Regions from separate parts of the Rattus norvegicus genome. Here region 2 is linked to region 1. The links are chromatin contacts, called in public Hi-C maps. All regions are on one chromosome and are shown on one strand. The core of a region is the stretch at or near the end of the contact, and the rest is flanking DNA. Distances in the headings are between cores, read along the strand shown.

Evidence for each region. A called contact is a pair of places that touch in the nucleus more often than the background predicts.
Region 2: a Hi-C map of liver shows a contact between it and region 1, with 3 times the contacts expected there. The contact joins two enhancer-like sites. A contact is called at or near these places in 10 of 12 Hi-C or Micro-C datasets (Schwann cells, frontal cortex, hepatocytes and 5 more).

What each region holds. Positions count from the first base shown.
Region 1 is chr1:161,476,785-161,479,880 of GRCr8, forward strand. No RefSeq gene overlaps it. Among named protein-coding and RNA genes, the nearest start is that of Aqp11, 10 kb to the left of the region's middle. Within about 2 kb of position 1,672, at least 46 of the 93 cell types and tissues checked have an H3K27ac peak or open chromatin away from gene starts, as enhancers often do.
Region 2 is chr1:161,578,873-161,581,968 of GRCr8, forward strand. The region is part of intron 1 of Pak1 (p21 (RAC1) activated kinase 1); the gene reads left to right. Among named protein-coding and RNA genes, the nearest start is that of Trnag-acc7, 23 kb to the right of the region's middle. Within about 2 kb of position 1,604, at least 5 of the 93 cell types and tissues checked have an H3K27ac peak or open chromatin away from gene starts, as enhancers often do.

The sequences.
Region 1 (3,096 bases), core at 422-2,921:
ATGTAAATATGTGATATGTAGACTGTATGGTATGGAACTGCAGAGGGGTCTCGACCCACAGATTGAGAACCACTGCCCTAGAAGTCTCTACTGTGAATGCAGGGTAAATGACTATTTCCCTGGAGTCTAGACAGACACACCGAGGAGGCTGGGTGCCTTTGGCTGTCTTAGCACACACAGCAGCCCCTGGCTCACTGCTGGGCTTCCAGGCCAGGTCCATCCTTTGTCTAACCCATGGCAGTCAAGCTCCCACTCCAGCGTTTCTTATGTGCCAAACATTGAGTGAGCCGTGTCTCACGCCACTTCCATACGACAGCGTTCATGGGAGGTGTGAGGGCCCCGTGGAAAGCAGAGGAAGGTCAAAGATGAAGCAAGAGGCAGAAGCAAAGGTTCAGAGAATTCAGGAGGCTAGCCGAGCTCCAGCCAGAGACGCCAGCACTGTGATGGATGACGGCCGACTCTGAAAACCCAGGCCTCTTGTCTGTGTTCACTGCCATCCGACTTCCCCATCTTACAGGCAGTCAAGAGCCAGTCGTAACTCAGGGTTAAGGAGGGGCCTACGTTCACAGGAGAGAGCCCCGAAGTTAAGAGCACTGGCTGTTCTTACAGAGGATCTGGGTTTGATTCCCACAACTCACGGGGCAGCTCACGATCATCTGTAACTCCAATTTCAAGAGATCAGGTGCCCTCTTCTGGCCTCCATGGGCATCGGGCACACATCTGGAACACAAGGCATACATGCAGGCTTTAATGGCTATTCCTGGTTGTCAACTTGACAGCATCTGGAATGAACTACAATCCAGAACTGGAGGGCACACCTGTGATCCAGATCTTGAGGCATAGTGGCTATGGATCCCAGGAGACTAAGGCAAGGAGATCTCTGAGTTCAAGGTCATCTGGGACAAAGCAAGTCCCAGATCCAGGTGTGGTGGTGCTCCCTCTTCCTCGCCTGCCTGTCTTGTGGGACTGAGCAACTACTAGATCATTGGGCTTCCATTCACAGCTGCTGCTGACCGTGGTTGGGGAGTTGGACTACAGACTGTAAGTCATCATAATAAATTCCCTTACTCTACAGAGACTACCCATAAGTTCTGTGACTCTAGAGAACCAGATAAAACACCCATACACATAAAAACAAAGAAATAATGGTTTTAAAAGTTAAGACAAAACAAAATAAAAACAACCTCCCCTGACACACACACACACACACACACACACACACACACACACACACACACGCGCGCACTCAGGCCTTCCAGATCTCTTTACTGACTCCAATCCCATTGGCCTCTTTCACTCACCTTAGTCAGGGCGTTCTTTTGTCCTGTATGGGACTTGATATCCTTTCCACGGCTGAAAGGGAGCTTCCTCTCCCTGCATTCCTTTCAAGTAGTTGGAACTGTGGAAGAGTGACGGAACTGTACTAATAAGACACTAGTACTTAGTGTTTTGTAAGTCCCAGCCTTGGGAGTGTTCTGAGAAGGGGGAACCTGGAAGGGCAGGAGGTGTTCAAACTGCGAACTGAAATTTCTGAGCTTGCTTTCGTGGGAATATTCTCTCTTCCTCGAGCGAGCCGCTAGGTGGCAGTCGATACCCTAGTTCAGAGGGAGCCGCGTCCAATCGCAGTAGGAATTTTCCTCCTCTGTACAACACAAAGCCAGGCTTTTCTCTGCTGCATGGCCACAGAACATTCTGTCCAGCCAGAGGTCGGTGGTCAGGATCCTCCCGCGTTCGGGGAACCGCTTCTGTGTACAAGGCTTTACCGAGAACAGTGCTTGTGATTTTGTGACACTGCCACCTTTAATGCACCCGGGGCCTAGGGAGGGCTGTCACCAACTTTGAGGAGCTGTGTGTTAGGCCTATGGGTGCAGGGGGGAGGTTCTTGTTTTTGTTTTTGTTGGTATTTGTTGTTGATTGGAGGAGGGTTCAAACAGACCCCCAAAACCTGGAGACTAGGTATGTGTACATCGTTGGGAGACTTTCCCTTTTTCAGGGCTATAAGGGGGACACTTTGTTAAGCAGCATCTGCTTTCTCTAGTTAAATAAGTAAAAGTAAAAGGAGTCCAGTGTGGTGGCCCAAGCCTTTAATCCCAGCACTCAGGAAGAAGAGACAGGAAGAGCTCTGTGAATTCCAGGCCGGCCAGAGTTACATAGTGAGATCCTGTTTTTAACTAACTAGCTAGCCCTCGGCTGGAGAGATGGCTCCCAGGAGAACCTGGATTCCCAGCACCCAGTGGTTGCTGGCAACCACCCGTAACCCCAGTTCCAGAGGGCCAGATGCTCCTTTTCTGACCTCCTTGGCACACATGCAGACAGAACACTCATACACATAAAATAAGTGACATAAATCTTAAAGGAGATTTTAAAGGAGTGGGGAGAGCGATTGTGTTGTTTTCAGGGGCATGGACACGGATAAGTTGCTCACGGTCCAAGCAACTTACCCAGTGTGGCTCACGACCCAAAGTAAAACAAACAAAAAGACTCAAAAGTACCAGAGGGACTCGGGAAGATGAACATGATCAATGGGCAGAGGGGACAGTTTCGAAGAGTATTTTATGTCAATGGATGACTGTCAAAGAATAAAAGGATGAGTTTGAAAGAGATTTTAAAACTTAACTATAAGTAAATAAAGACAGGATCACAGATACACCTCCTGCTCCTAATTTTATTCTTTTTATGTGCAGAAGAATCCCAAGTCTCTTCCTCTAGGGATCTGGAGATGGAGATCCACCACCCACATACATTATTGGAGTCTACAGTGTGTGGTCCTTGGGTCTTCACCCGGCACTCAGAAAGTCAACGGGGTGGTTAAAAACCTGTTGGTGAATTTAGTCTAGGTCTGTTCGCTTTCAAACATGAAGGAGCCTAGCATTTGCTGAACATAATCTATCTCGTAGACAGGGGGCATCTGCCTGCTTAAAATGCCCGATACAATTTCTATCTTATGAACACCCGCGACATAGCCCATGCGCATCTCCATTTTACCAATGAGGAAGTTAGAGTTGCCTTCGGTAACTTGAGCAAGGCCTCGCTACTCGTGAGTGCTTAAAGCTGGAGCCTGCACACAGAGCTCCCTAACCACAAAACCACCACAGC
Region 2 (3,096 bases), core at 354-2,853, 100 kb after region 1:
AAGGTTCTCAGCATAACCCTCTGTCTCATTCTGTCTCAAATTATCATTAGTGTCTAAAGAGTACTTTTAAGATAATCAAAATAATTAAGAAAGTAGTCATGCCCTTATAAATATTTAAGTTAGTAATTTTAAGTAAATTATATACCCTGGTAAGTTTCGGATTCCTTTAAAGATGTGGCATTGTCTGACTCTCAGAAGCCTTCCAGTTTATTCCACCAAGCTAGATTATCTTAGAAAGTGGACTCTTGCTCATTACCTGAGGTGCTCCATGTCTCTACTGGGTCACGACCATGGAGACAAAGAAATTAATCATAGTTTTGTCCCTTGAGTTATTCCTTGTCTAGTGACCATAAGAAGTGAAGATGAAACAACATTGTTTCATAGAAGTGTGAATAAAATGCAGTTAAATGTAGTAAAAAATATTTAATAAAACCCTGGCTCGGAGTTTCTTCCTGCCTTAGACCACTTCCCAGAGGAAAGACACACACAACCATGTACTTTTACATATGTCTTAGGTAGCACAATAGCGGGGCAACTGCCTATTGTCCATGCTGTTAGGGTCCATTTTCCTACTGATAACTCTGAGTTACTACTTTTTTTTTTTAATTAATTAATTTATTTATTTTTTTGGTTCTTTTTTTTCGGAGCTAGTGACCGAACCCAGGGCCTTGCGCTTCCTAGGCAAGCGCTCTACCGCTGAGCTAAATCCCCAACCGAGTTACTACTTTCTGATTTCTGTGTTCCATCTGGGCTGCTCTTAACTCCAATTGGCTGGCCCACATGGCCACTTTATTATGGCTCAACTATCTCATTGTGCATCCTCCTGCATATCCTTCCTCTTCCATGGCAGCTTCTTTATGCTTCTCTTCCTCAAGTCTGGGAAACCTAAACCCTGCCTCTGTGTCTTCTCCCTAGCTATTGGCTGCTGGCTTTTTTATTTATCAATCAGAATTAACTGAGGTCAGGGTTCCTCAGTGTCTTACATGTTCACCCTCTAGTCTTTGGGGCAAACAATTTTGGGGAACCCAAATTAGTATTAGAATACAAGCAGCGTTAGGCCAACCCTCTACAGATGGGTTTTGAAGGAGGGTAAATAGAGGCTTCTTCAAAAGTTTCTTAGAGGAAGTGAGTCCAGTTGAGCCTTGAGGAGTGAGTAGGAGTTTGCTAGGCAGACACATTGAGGCATCTTAGGCAGATAGAACTAGAACGATGCAGGTGAAGGTGGGAATATGAAAGTGTACTGATGGAATGATGGGTTTGAGGAATGGTATAGGCAAAACTAGAGACAGATGGGGAAGAAACAGAAATTTGTTAGACAACTTTTTGTATCAAGCAGCATGTTAGGTGCTGTCTCTTAAAAAGTTTTTGTTATAACTCTAAAGTAGTCTTGTTTGCATTTTACATAAGAGTTAATGGAGCATCAGAAATTAAAGTAGCTTTAAACCACCTACAGTTTCTTTCCTGCTGCCCCAGCAGTTGCTTTCTTGTTGCTATACTAGAGCAAGTAGCTGGCTGGAGGCTGCACAGTGGGAGTGCCTTTGACGCATTAGAAGGGCATCTCTCAGCAAATTCAAGGCTACAGTATTCCAGGTTCCTGCCAAAGCAAACCTCTTGGCACGATTTAATTAAAGATCAGATTCTAATATTCAGGCACCAAGGGCATACTGTACTCCTCAGGCCTGAGTGTTGGCCATGTCATTATGCAGCTGCTCTGGGTTGTTCAAAGTTAGAAATGTGGTTGGGATGTGGAGTAGGTCTTATTTCTTCTTCCTGTCCCTCCTTCATTTTGTTGACTAATTTATTGTAAACTTCTAGCATTTCTTTAACTGTGCTGGGAATTGGCCTCAGTCCTTCTACTGAACTCTATTTCCACCACCCTCCTTCTTTTATTTAAATAGTGACTGAGGGACTATCTGGAAAGTGCATTAGAGGGACTGGTGAGGTGGCTTAGTGGGGAAAGGCACTTATTAAACCGGATGTTCTTAGTTTAATCCTCAGGATCCACACAGTAAAAAGAGAATGGATTGTTATACATTCCCCTCTGACATGCCCATGCATATAATACACAAGCATGTGAACACGTGCTAAACAAACAAACAAACAAACAAACAAATGTAATAACATTTTTAAAAAGTAAATTAGAAGTCACGTAGTATATTCCTTTGCTTCTAGAGGTAACTGGCATGTGGTGCGGTGATCACACAAATATTTTTTTGGGTTCTTGGGTCTTGTGCTCACCGTGTGCATATTGTGGGTGACTGGCTACATCTCTGAAACTGTGCTTCTTTTTATTTGTTTCATTGTTCTATTCCCAGTACCTAACATGGCCTAGAAAAATGATGCCTAACAAGTAGATTTCTAAGCTTTTTATAAATTCTGAAGTGTGATCTAGTGTTAGAGGTTATTAAAATACCTGTTCCAAAGAATGGCTGAAATCTTATGTGTAAAGGTAATTTACCCAGCTTGTTCTCCAGGGAAATTGTTTCATAGGATTTCAGCAACTCACCTGGGAAAGGTAAAGGACTGTCTCAAACCCTAAGCTCCATGTTGTGAGCTCAAGACATCCCATAATTCTCAGTGCAGGTGGATAGCAGCTTGTCTTTTCCTTTAGGTAATATCTCTTTTCCCATTGTAGTTTCTCTGTAGCCTTGTTCTTTAATCAACAGCTTTTCGTTTTGTTTTGTTTTGTTGTTGTTTTTTTTAAACCTGAGGCATTTACTGTCCAGATATAGAACTGCTTAGAAAAGTCTGTTTTTTTTCTGAATATATGTGAGGCAGAGCACAGTAGGTCCACTAACTCCTGGTTTGTTTGTTTTTTTTTTCCTTAAAAAATTGTATTTTAAATTAACATTCCCTCCCTTCTCTTCCTCCCTTCCTTTCTTTGTGATAGACTCTTGCTACATAGCATTGTCTGGCCTCAAATTTTCAGTTCTCCTGTTTTTTGTGCTTGAATTGCAGGTGTATGCTTGTGTGTTTGCCATGTTCTTATATGTCAGTTCACAGTATATGCAAGCACATACACATGTGGAGGCCAGAGGTTGACCTTGGGTTTTCCTTGGCCATTTCCTACTTTATTTACTGAGGTCTCTCCATGAA